Regions from separate parts of the Mus musculus genome. Here region 1 is linked to region 2. Evidence: chromatin contacts called from public promoter capture Hi-C data. All regions are on one chromosome and are shown on one strand. Each heading gives the region's core, a stretch centred on a gene start, on an enhancer-like site or on the middle of the called end of the contact. The rest is flanking DNA. Distances are from core to core; before and after follow the strand shown. Region 1 holds the start of Adgrb1 (adhesion G protein-coupled receptor B1). Region 2 overlaps Gm19859 (a long non-coding RNA gene).

Region 1 (4,822 bases), core at 363-2,862, 130 kb before region 2:
CACGCAGCTCCGAAAGAGCGCAGCGGCAGCGGAGGCTGGTGGCCTCTGCCCACTGGAGAAACGCAACCGGGAGTGCTCGGTGCCCAGCTCCGCTGCTTCGGTCGGAGAGGGCAGCGGGCCGACCCAAAGTTCAGGGCAGCCTATCTGCGCCGCCTGTCCAACCGAACAGGAAAGAACACCGGGAAGGAATGAGCTAGGGCGTATGCGCGTGTCAGTTGTGATGGTGGGGGCGCGAGGACAGCCCTTTTTTCCGAATTTGGAGATAAGCCTCCGGGGGTCTCCTCTGCCATTGTCGGGTCTGTAGGTGAGAGCTGTGACGGGAAGTCTGGGGGCTTTTCTGCCCGCCTCCAGCTCTGTGCTGGGGGTGGGGATGAGATGCAGCCGGGCCCTATAATATATGTAACGGGCTCTGGGTAAGATCAGGGAATGGGGGACACACCGGGTTGTCTCTCGCGAGCCTCCTTGGGCCAGCATAGGGAGCCAGGTGGGGCTCCCTCAGACCCCTGCTAGCATCTCTGTGTCGGAACACCACGGGAACGCCTTCCCCAGCGCGCCCTGGGTCTGTGGGGGTAATAGAGCAGGGGGTGCTTCTCTGACTGAGCCTGCCAGGTTGGCCCGGCTCTGCCTGGTAAGGATGAGGGGGAGGTGAGGAGCACCAAGAAGCCTCTCCCACGTCCAGGGCGCCCCCTCCTCAGCCCGCCCAATGCGGGATCGCAGGGACCTGCCAGATTCCATTGCCGCCGCTAGAAGAGGAAGGGGGCTGGGGAAATGGGGCTTGGGGGGGGGCTTTCAAACTCCCGAGCTCCAAGCCTAATCCTGAGAGCTGCGAAGCTCCAAACGGCGAAGTTAGGAAGTCCGGGAGGCCATCCCTCCTCCGACCCCCTCCCAGAGCGAGACGCCCCCTTTCGCCGCGCCCCCACCCCCTTCGGAGCCGTTCTTACCTTCCCCAGCAGCAGAGGCCCCACGGGCGAGCAAGGACTTGATCCAGCGACTTGCAAAGCCCCCGGAGCGCACCGCGTCGCCAGCGGCCGAGCCGCGCGCCCGATCCGAGCTGGGGCTACTGTCGCTGCCGCCCCCGACTCGCTTTGGGCCCCGCCGAGACGTTCCCAAGAGCGCACCCGCGGGCGCTCTCAGGCTCCTCCCCACCCCCTGCCTGGCGGAGCCCCCCGGGCGCCAGAAGGGTCCGGATGCCCTGGCTGCGGGCTGTGCTGGGCGCGCGGGCCCGGAGGCTGGCCAGGACGCGGCGCGGACGCCTGTGCCGCCGGCTCGCCCGCTCAGCTCGCTCTGCCGGGGCCGCCGCCAACGCCGCGCCCGCCGCCGCCGCCGCCACCACCGCCTGCGCCCGCCGCTCCCTCTCCGGCCGCGCCGCCGCTCCGGTCCTCTCGCCTGCCCGGCTCTTCTCGCCTTTTTTCCCTTCCTGGGGGCGGGGGGGGGGGAGCGGAGCGGAGCCGGGGGCGGGGCGGCGCGGGCAGAAGGAGGAGGAGGCCGAGGACGCGGAGAAGGAGGAGGAGAGAGGCAAGCTGCTCCCCCGCCCGGCTGCCGGCGCTCCCCAATCTCTCGCTCTCTGAAACTGGATCCCGAATCGGGAGCCAGAGACTGCATTACGGATTACATCAGGCTTTATAGAGCTTCCAGATCACACATTAGAGGGGGAGCGCGAGCGGGGGGCGGGTTGGGAGGAGGGGAGCGGGATCACGGAGAAGGAGTGCGACGCTCAGGCGAGCGCACCTAAGACAGCCGACTCCTGCCCCACGCAGCAGGAAAGCCAAGAGTTGGGACTGTGCTCTCCTCCAGGAGCAGGGGAGTGGCTGCATCTGGGTGACAAGTGGTGGACCAACAAACGGATGGTTGGAGAAGAGGAGTTAAGGGCTGTGCACAGACCAATAGGTGTGTGGGTGGTGGAGGCAGGTGAATGTAGGTAGAGGCTGTCGGGAGGGTTGATGGATGGACAGGTAGCCATCAGGGTCAGGGTCGGTGGAATTGCGGAGGCGGGTGAGGGTGAGCAGGACTGGAAGAAAGTGGATTTGGTGGGTGGCACCATGGGGAGGGCTACATAGATGGGTGGGCCACGCAGATGGAAGGATGATGCATGCATAGGTGGATGAGTGGGTGGGTGGGTTGGATGAGTGATGGGTAAAGAGATGGAGTCAGAGGCAGGGACTGGGGCCCTTCCAGGGAGAGCAGGGGTGGGGCACTGAACCACTTCATTTGGGCCTGACCGGTCTAGACTTTCTGTCCTGTGATGCTGAGAGGAGGGGAGCCCGCCAGGGACAGAGTCAAAGGGGGGTGGGTTTTAAAGTGTCCCTGCCTGCCAGTTTCCATCCATGGGTGGAGAGAGACCTCAGTTGCTTTGTCTTCCATCATAAGATCCCTGGTTCCTCCTCTGTTAGGGACCCAAAGGGGTGCCTCTCTCTATAAGGTATGTTCACCCATACATCCCAGGACAACAATGGATGTGACCCAACACATATGTAGGCCACAATGCCATGTTTCAATGTCAAAAGATTTGACACTCTAGGTCTAGGCTGACAACAAGAGTCCTGGAAACCCTGGCCTCAGAAAAGTTGCCTTGTGTTCTTTTCCACCAAGATGCTTCTGCATCAGACCCCTTGCTCCTGTTTCACAATTTGTGATTTGCCCTGAACTCAAAACCTTTTGTACAGGGCCCACTACTTTGCACACTTTAGCAGACCAGTGGCAGTACCATTGCTACCCAAGGACACATGGGGTCCGGATGTTTGCATCTCTCTTCGGAGGCCACTGTCAACAACAATACAAACTCACAGCCACTGTCAGCACTCTCCCTGCCAGGTGTCAGGACCCACACTGCTGTCCTGTAACTCCCACTAAAACATCTTATCAGTTCCATCAACATCACAGTCAACCTACACCTCTCTCTCTCTCTCTCTCTCTCTCTGTGTGTGTGTGTGTGTGTGTGTGTGTGTGTGTGTGTGTGTTGGGAAGCACCTCAAGCCAATTAGATACCCAGGCACTGAACGTGGTACTCTGCATACCAGTTACTCCTGCAAGGCCTCACCTTGCAAGGGTGTCCTGAGGGACCGAGAGCAGGACCACACTAAAGCCCAGACCATCCTATTCGTCAGTACCCTGTTCACTTAGGCTTCTTGAGAAATGCCATTCTTCCCAAGGTATTTGAAATCCCAGAAAGGAGGCGGCATACCTCCCAGGAGACCTCTCACGACCCTCATCTGCTCCTGCTGGGCCTCTGAATCTTCCAGCCCCTGGAGTTTAGTTAGCCCTGCTTTGGCCTTTTTTAGCTGCAGTAACAGCCTGTGGTCACCAGGGGGCCTCTGATATCAGGCCAAGAGACAGCTGAGCAGCAGCGAGGCTGAGTCAGGATCCAAGCACTTTCCACACTTGTTTCTTGCTGATAAGAGAAGACAGCAGAAATCCCTGGCAGGGATCTGGGGATCTGACCTGGAGGCTCTTGGGGCAAGGCTGAGACCTGCTTGGCCTGGGATATCAGGGCAAAAAGGGGATATCCTTCTGAGGATAAGGGGCTAACCGTTCCTCTCCCTGTGTGGGAACTCATTCTTGCCCCTCTGACTGCTGCTCTCTGCAATTTTCCCTCACCCAAGTTTCTGATTCAGAGTCCAGACGGTGCAAGGTAAGACCTCAATGGGATCCCCTTCTATCTTTGCAGACGAGAGCAATGTCAGAGGCAGGGAATGCCACCCTGAAGCAGCCACATGCCAAGTCAACCACAGCCTCAGTTGTCCTGGTCCCCCTGTGAGCCCCCTCCACCAGACACAAGTAACTTGAAACAATTCCTCCAGCCAAATTGTTTCAGGATCCTACAACTTTAAGCCAGGGTGTTTGCCACCAATAGCTGTAGTTTACAGCCAGTAGCTTTTCTCCCAATACCCACACTAGCCTAGATCCACCAGGCACCATTCTATACCCAAATCTGTTTCCTTTCAAGTATACGGTCCTTGCTGAGAAGCCTTGAGTGATCTACTGAGCAAGCCCCAAGTGGCTGGATCCCAACCACGAGTCTCATAAAACCAGAGAGAATGAGACTCTTAGCTTGGTGCCTTCTTAGCGTCAGAAAACAGAATATGGCCACAGTTAAACTCAGCCATGACATTGAACTCACCAACCAGAAACTCTACTCCAACCTAAACTCTGACGCTAGTCGGCCTGAGCCATGATTCTATAATGATCTCATTATGCACTGGAGCAATAATAACACCTCCAGTAAGCTTTGCAGTTAGGGCAGAGTGCTTCCATTCTAAAACTCAGCAGATGCAAGGCCCTCCCCTCCGCCAGCTCCGCCCCGCCCTCCACCAATACCCTAACTCTCACCTAGCTCCCCTCTAATACCACTGCACTGTGAAAATGCCAAGATGGAATGTTGGAGGAACTGATGCTAAGAGCAGGTTTGCCTTAGCTCCCTCGTCAACGAGGCTCTGAATTCTGAGACTCTCCTAGGAAGCCTCATTGGCCTCCTTATGTGGCCCCCGGTGTTTCACAGATACCTCTGCCTCAGCCCAGCCATCAGCCAAGCCATATTTTGCAACCTCCTTGGTCTCGCTGCTCAAGGGACTCTGTTCATGCCTGGGTCCAGAGAAAGATGGTGATAGACCTTCCAGGTTCTATGCCTTGAGGCCATCCAGGGCTAATGGCAGCCAAGACAATCAAGGGGTTCCAGGAGCATTTGCCCAACCACTCTGTTTTTGTGATGCACCTCAGAATTCCTTCATCATCTCTGGTACCACCAATCTACCGCACAGACAGACTGGGGCCTCAAGGGTACTTTGTGGATACCATCCCTACTCAGGGCAAGCAGTTCCCTAGAGGT
Region 2 (4,522 bases), core at 1,290-3,789:
AGCCTGGTTTGTGCTGGGTCCAATTGCCCTCCCAGTTCCTCCTCATATGCTACCCTGCCCTAGTTTGCTTTCTGTCGCTGTGACAAAACACTGACCACAACCAGCTTGGGTGGGAGTCAAAGGGTTTATTTCATCTTAAAATTCACAATCCATCCTGATGGAAATCAGGGCAGGAGCTCAAGGCAGGAACCTGAACCCAGGACCTGAAGCAGAAACCATGGTGAAAGCTGCTTACTGACTTGATCCTCATGGCTTGATCTTTCTTACACCATCCAGGACCACAAGACCAGGGGTGGCATTTCCCATATCAGTCGTTCATCAAGAAAATCACAGCTCAATATGGTGAGTCCGTTTTCTCAAATGAGAGGTTCTCTCTTTCCAGGTAACTGTAGTTTGTGTCAAGTTGGAAAAAAAAATCCAGCATATACCCAAGTGTAAGCTGTGTCTGTTTGAACCCTTTTTAATGCCCGAAGATGGATGCTCTCCCAGACTGAGGCATGGAGCCAGGGGCAAGGGTAGGCATATACCACTCTGGGTATCACCCTCCCTGGGCAGGACCTTATGGAGAGGAGGCGTGCCCACACTGGGACTCATCCAACCTCCTGGCTTCCCATGTATCTTTTGAGGTGGGCGAAAGGCATAGAGAAAGCATGAAATAAACTGGCTGAGGGACCAGTTCAGAAGAACTATGGGCCAGGGAGGGGATTCGTGCTTAAGTGCACTGTGATCACCTCACCATGCACAGAAGAATAATGGTTGTAGGTGGTTCCCACTGTGTTACCTGGGAACGTACTTGGCACTGCTGAGAGGCCTGCTGTGCTGGCTAGTTTTATGTCAACTTGACACAAACTATAGAGGAGGAAATCTAGACTGAGAAAATGCCTTGCAAGATCTGACTGCAGTCAAGCCTATAGAGCATTTTTTTTTAAATTAGTGATTGATTGATGTGGGAGAGCCCAGCACATTGTGGGTGAGGTCAATCATGGGCTGGTGGTCCTAGGCATGTGTCTTAGTCAGGGTTTCTATTCCTGCACAAACATCATGACCAAGAAGTTGGGGAGGAAAGGGTTTATTCAGCTTACACTTCCATACTGCTGTTCATCATCAAGGAAGTCAGGACTGGAACTCAAGCAGGTCAGAAAGCAGGAGCTGATGTAGAGGCCATGGAGGGATGTTCTTTACTGGCTTGTTTCCCCTGGCTTGCTCGCCTGCTTTCTTATAGAACCAAGACTACCAGCCCAGAGATGGTACCACCCACAAGGGGACCTCCTGTCTTGACCACTAATTGAGAAAATGCCTTGCAGCTGGATCTCGTGGAGACATTTCCCCAACTGAAGCTCCTTTCTCTGTGATAACTCCAGCCTGTGTCAAGTTGACACAAAATTAGCCAGTACAGCATGCATGTGTATATATATATCAGGCTGAGCAAGCCATGAGGAGCAAACTGGGTAAGCATCACTTCATGGCCTCTGCATCAGCTCCTGCCTCCAAGTTCCTGCCTTGTTTGAGTTCCTGTCCTGACTTCCTTCTGTGATGGACTATGATATGGAAGTGTAAGCCAGATACCCCATTCCTGTCCAAGTTGCTTTGGTTATGGTGTTTCATCACAGCAATAGGAATCCAAACACACCAGCCATGTCATTTACTTAGACATTTGATCACCTGTGAACTGTCCTTTCCTCGCCTGGAAGATATTCTCTTCACTGAATTAGGAAGATGATGGCATCTACAGACAGCTATCAGAGTGCCCAGCACATCTTCCACCCACCCGTACTCTCACCTTCAGCATCAGCCAGAGCAGGGATACAATCTTAACTCTAAGGTGGCCTTACACGTTCATCATCTTGGTCCGACCACACAGAGAGGTAGTGCTGAAGAAGCCAGGCCACTTGTCTGTTTACTTCATGGTAGTGAGAACAAGAACGACTATACCAAGCACCTTGACAACAAGCAAGCTTTCTTTCACACACATGAGCTGCAGCTAAAGAAGCACATGTGTGGCCCCAGCCCTGCCAAGACCCTGGAGAATGCCGTGTCCTTGGAGGAACCATAGCTAGTTCCAAGTGCAGTGTCCAGGACCTGGCCAGCTCTGCTAGAAGGTAGAATTTCTTGGCTATGCACAGCAGTGGGCAGGTAAGTGCCACTCCCCATTGGAAGCGGAATTAAACCCTGTTCCCTCAGGGTCACTGTTCCCAGCATACACATGTAAGTTGGTATAAGCAAGACCACACTCCTAACCTTTTTGTACTGGCTTATCCTCGGCATCAGCACGAGCCAACTCTTCTTCCATAGTTACCACTGTTTGCAGACCTAGCTGAGGGGAGTCACAGTCTCAGAGAGGTCGTGGTCATGGGGTTAATCAATGGTCCTGCATGAGGAAGGTGACAGAGTATGGAAAGACCTCTCTTCAGCCTCAGTGTCACTTGCTTGCTGTGAGACTCTGAGCAGGAACATTCTACTGCATAAAGAGTCCTATGGGCCCAGCTAGGGCACTGGGCTGTGGAATGTGTCTCTTGTCTTGGCTTCAGCACTGCGGACAGCTCCTGTCTAAGGCTGTTGGCCTGGGAGCTCCTGTCTAAGGCTGTTGGCCTGGGAGTCTGTGCTTTTCTGGTTTAGACCTTAGGCTTAAATATTTCATCATTCTCTTCCCCCAAGGAAGGAAGACACTTTGGGTGTTTCGGGTGTGTGTGTGCTGGAGCGGGGAGTGTAATGTTCTGGTCTGATTGCTGTTGCCTTCTAGGCATTGCTAGGTCCCCCCCGCCCCCCAGCTTTGAGTGGAGAAATTGAACGGGCCTAGCTGTTCCTTCTCGTGCCATGTATGTCCATCCTGCAGGTCTCTGTGGCACCCTTCCTAGGCATGTAAGTTTCTAGGACCATGTCTTGGTATCCTCTGAGCCTTGGTACTTGTTGCCTGTTCTGATACCCAATGTCCACAGTCAGTATTATGGATAGAGGTATTGAAGAAAAAGCAAACACAGAGGATATCTGGCTAGGGGTCCTCAGGCTTCCATGAAGCTTCACCTTGGGGCTCTGTCAGCCCGTGTCATTTGGAGCTTCTGAGGGTCCTTTCCAGACCAGAGTCATATAGCACTCTGAGCTTGAAACCTCAGTACTCCCAAGGAACCCAGGCTAGTGGCTGTTCCTGAGAAAACATTTCTAGGACAGCACACCTGGCTGGCAAGATGTCCTGTATTTCCCCCAACCACCCCCATCCACCTCTGGTCACCCCATCTGCATTTTCTTCCGTACACTCTTGCTGCTGTGGGAAGATAGATGCAGAGCCGGGCGTGGCCAAGCATGTCTGGCTGTCTGTGGGTTTTGTTAGTTAAGCTCTCCCTGGATAATGACTTCAGCACACACCACGAGCTGCCAAGCTCTGCACCACAGATCTCATGTGTTTGTGGCCATCCATTTTGTGCGTTGGGGGGAGGGGAGGGGGCAAAGATGCGGACATACTGGGGTTTGTCTGAGATCAGCATCTATTGCCCTTTCCATTCAGCGGTGTTTATTCCTCCTCTGTGCCAGCCCAGGCCATCTTGCTGCAGATACTAGCGACGCCAAGCTTGGATGACTGTGTCGGGTCCATAGGTTTAGTGTGGGTCTTTTGCATCGCTTTACTCTGAGACCCAGATTGCCAGGGCCATGTTCTCTGACACCACCGAGATCTTGACAGGAGAGAGTGGCAGAGAAACCTAGTGTAGCCTAGAAGTGGCAAATGCCAACTCTATTCCCTGGTTTTGGCCAAAGCGACTTATTACTAGCCATTTCTGATGCATCGTGGGGGCACCATCTTGAAAAGAGAGAGGGAAGCCCCTTGAGAAGGACAGTGGGGCCTAGTGACTGATCCAGCTCACCACACCACAGAATGGTTCCTCTCTTCCCTAGGGCCACCTTCCTCTAGGCTCCTCCTACCTCCTCCACCCTTCTGCCCTAGACCAGTCTTCCTTGGGAGTCTGGGGAATGTCCACACCATCTTCAACTCTCCAAACACAGTTCTGTTGAGGAGCTCTGTCCCACTTCCTTGTCACAGCCTCTGGGTCGGGTTAGCCTCTTGCCCTGTCTGACCTCTGGACCTGGCTCAAGCCTCTCCTTTGGCTCAGGTGAACCTGCTCTGCCCCTGCTGCTCTGTGGCCAAAGGGTAGCCAGCCGTTGAGGGTGTGGGCACTGCAGCGCCTGCTTAGGGAGCTCACAGCGTGTCTCTCTCAAGAGCCACGCAGCTGGTGGTAGCCTGTGTTGATGAGTGCAGGGTGTCAGCCTGCCATGGACCCAGGGGAACAGATGCTGGTGCCACGGTGATCGGTGGACGAGAAAAGCAGACCTGTGCCCAGGAGGGTCGTGCAGAGCACATTGCAGGGCAACTGTGAAGTGCAGCAGCTGACTGATTCCTCAGAGGGAGAGGCAGATGGGAGGACGGGGAGACCCGGCAGCTGAGAGTATCACGTGCTGGGGGCTGGGCCCATCAGCGGAGCTCAGAGGTCTGTGCTGGGCCCCTCAGAGGGAAGCCAGGCTTTGGAACCCACCC

The links. Promoter capture Hi-C pulls out the DNA fragments that hold promoters and counts their contacts.
Region 1: a contact with region 2 is called in a promoter capture Hi-C map of second pharyngeal arch cranial neural crest, with 2.7 times the contacts expected there. The contact joins the promoter of Adgrb1 here to the enhancer-like site in region 2. A contact is called at or near these places in 7 of 39 promoter capture datasets (the 3T3-L1 cell line, cranial neural crest, hippocampal neurons and 3 more), 5 of 484 Hi-C or Micro-C datasets (the N1E-115 cell line, cerebellum, cortical glia and 2 more), 10 of 115 datasets of contacts at active chromatin or transcription factors (embryonic forebrain, embryonic hindbrain, embryonic midbrain and 3 more) and 1 of 9 other capture datasets (embryonic stem cells).

What each region holds. Positions count from the first base shown.
Region 1 is chr15:74,512,986-74,517,807 of GRCm38.p6, reverse strand. It overlaps Adgrb1 (adhesion G protein-coupled receptor B1), which reads right to left and starts at 1,612. Exons shown (of 31, transcript NM_174991.3): 1 at 942-1,612.
Region 2 is chr15:74,380,763-74,385,284 of GRCm38.p6, reverse strand. The region is part of intron 2 of Gm19859 (a long non-coding RNA gene); the gene reads left to right. Among named protein-coding and RNA genes, the nearest start is that of Gm19859, 17 kb to the left of the region's middle. Within about 2 kb of position 2,539, at least 17 of the 459 cell types and tissues checked have an H3K27ac peak or open chromatin away from gene starts, as enhancers often do. A contact at or near this core is called in second pharyngeal arch cranial neural crest, where this site is marked.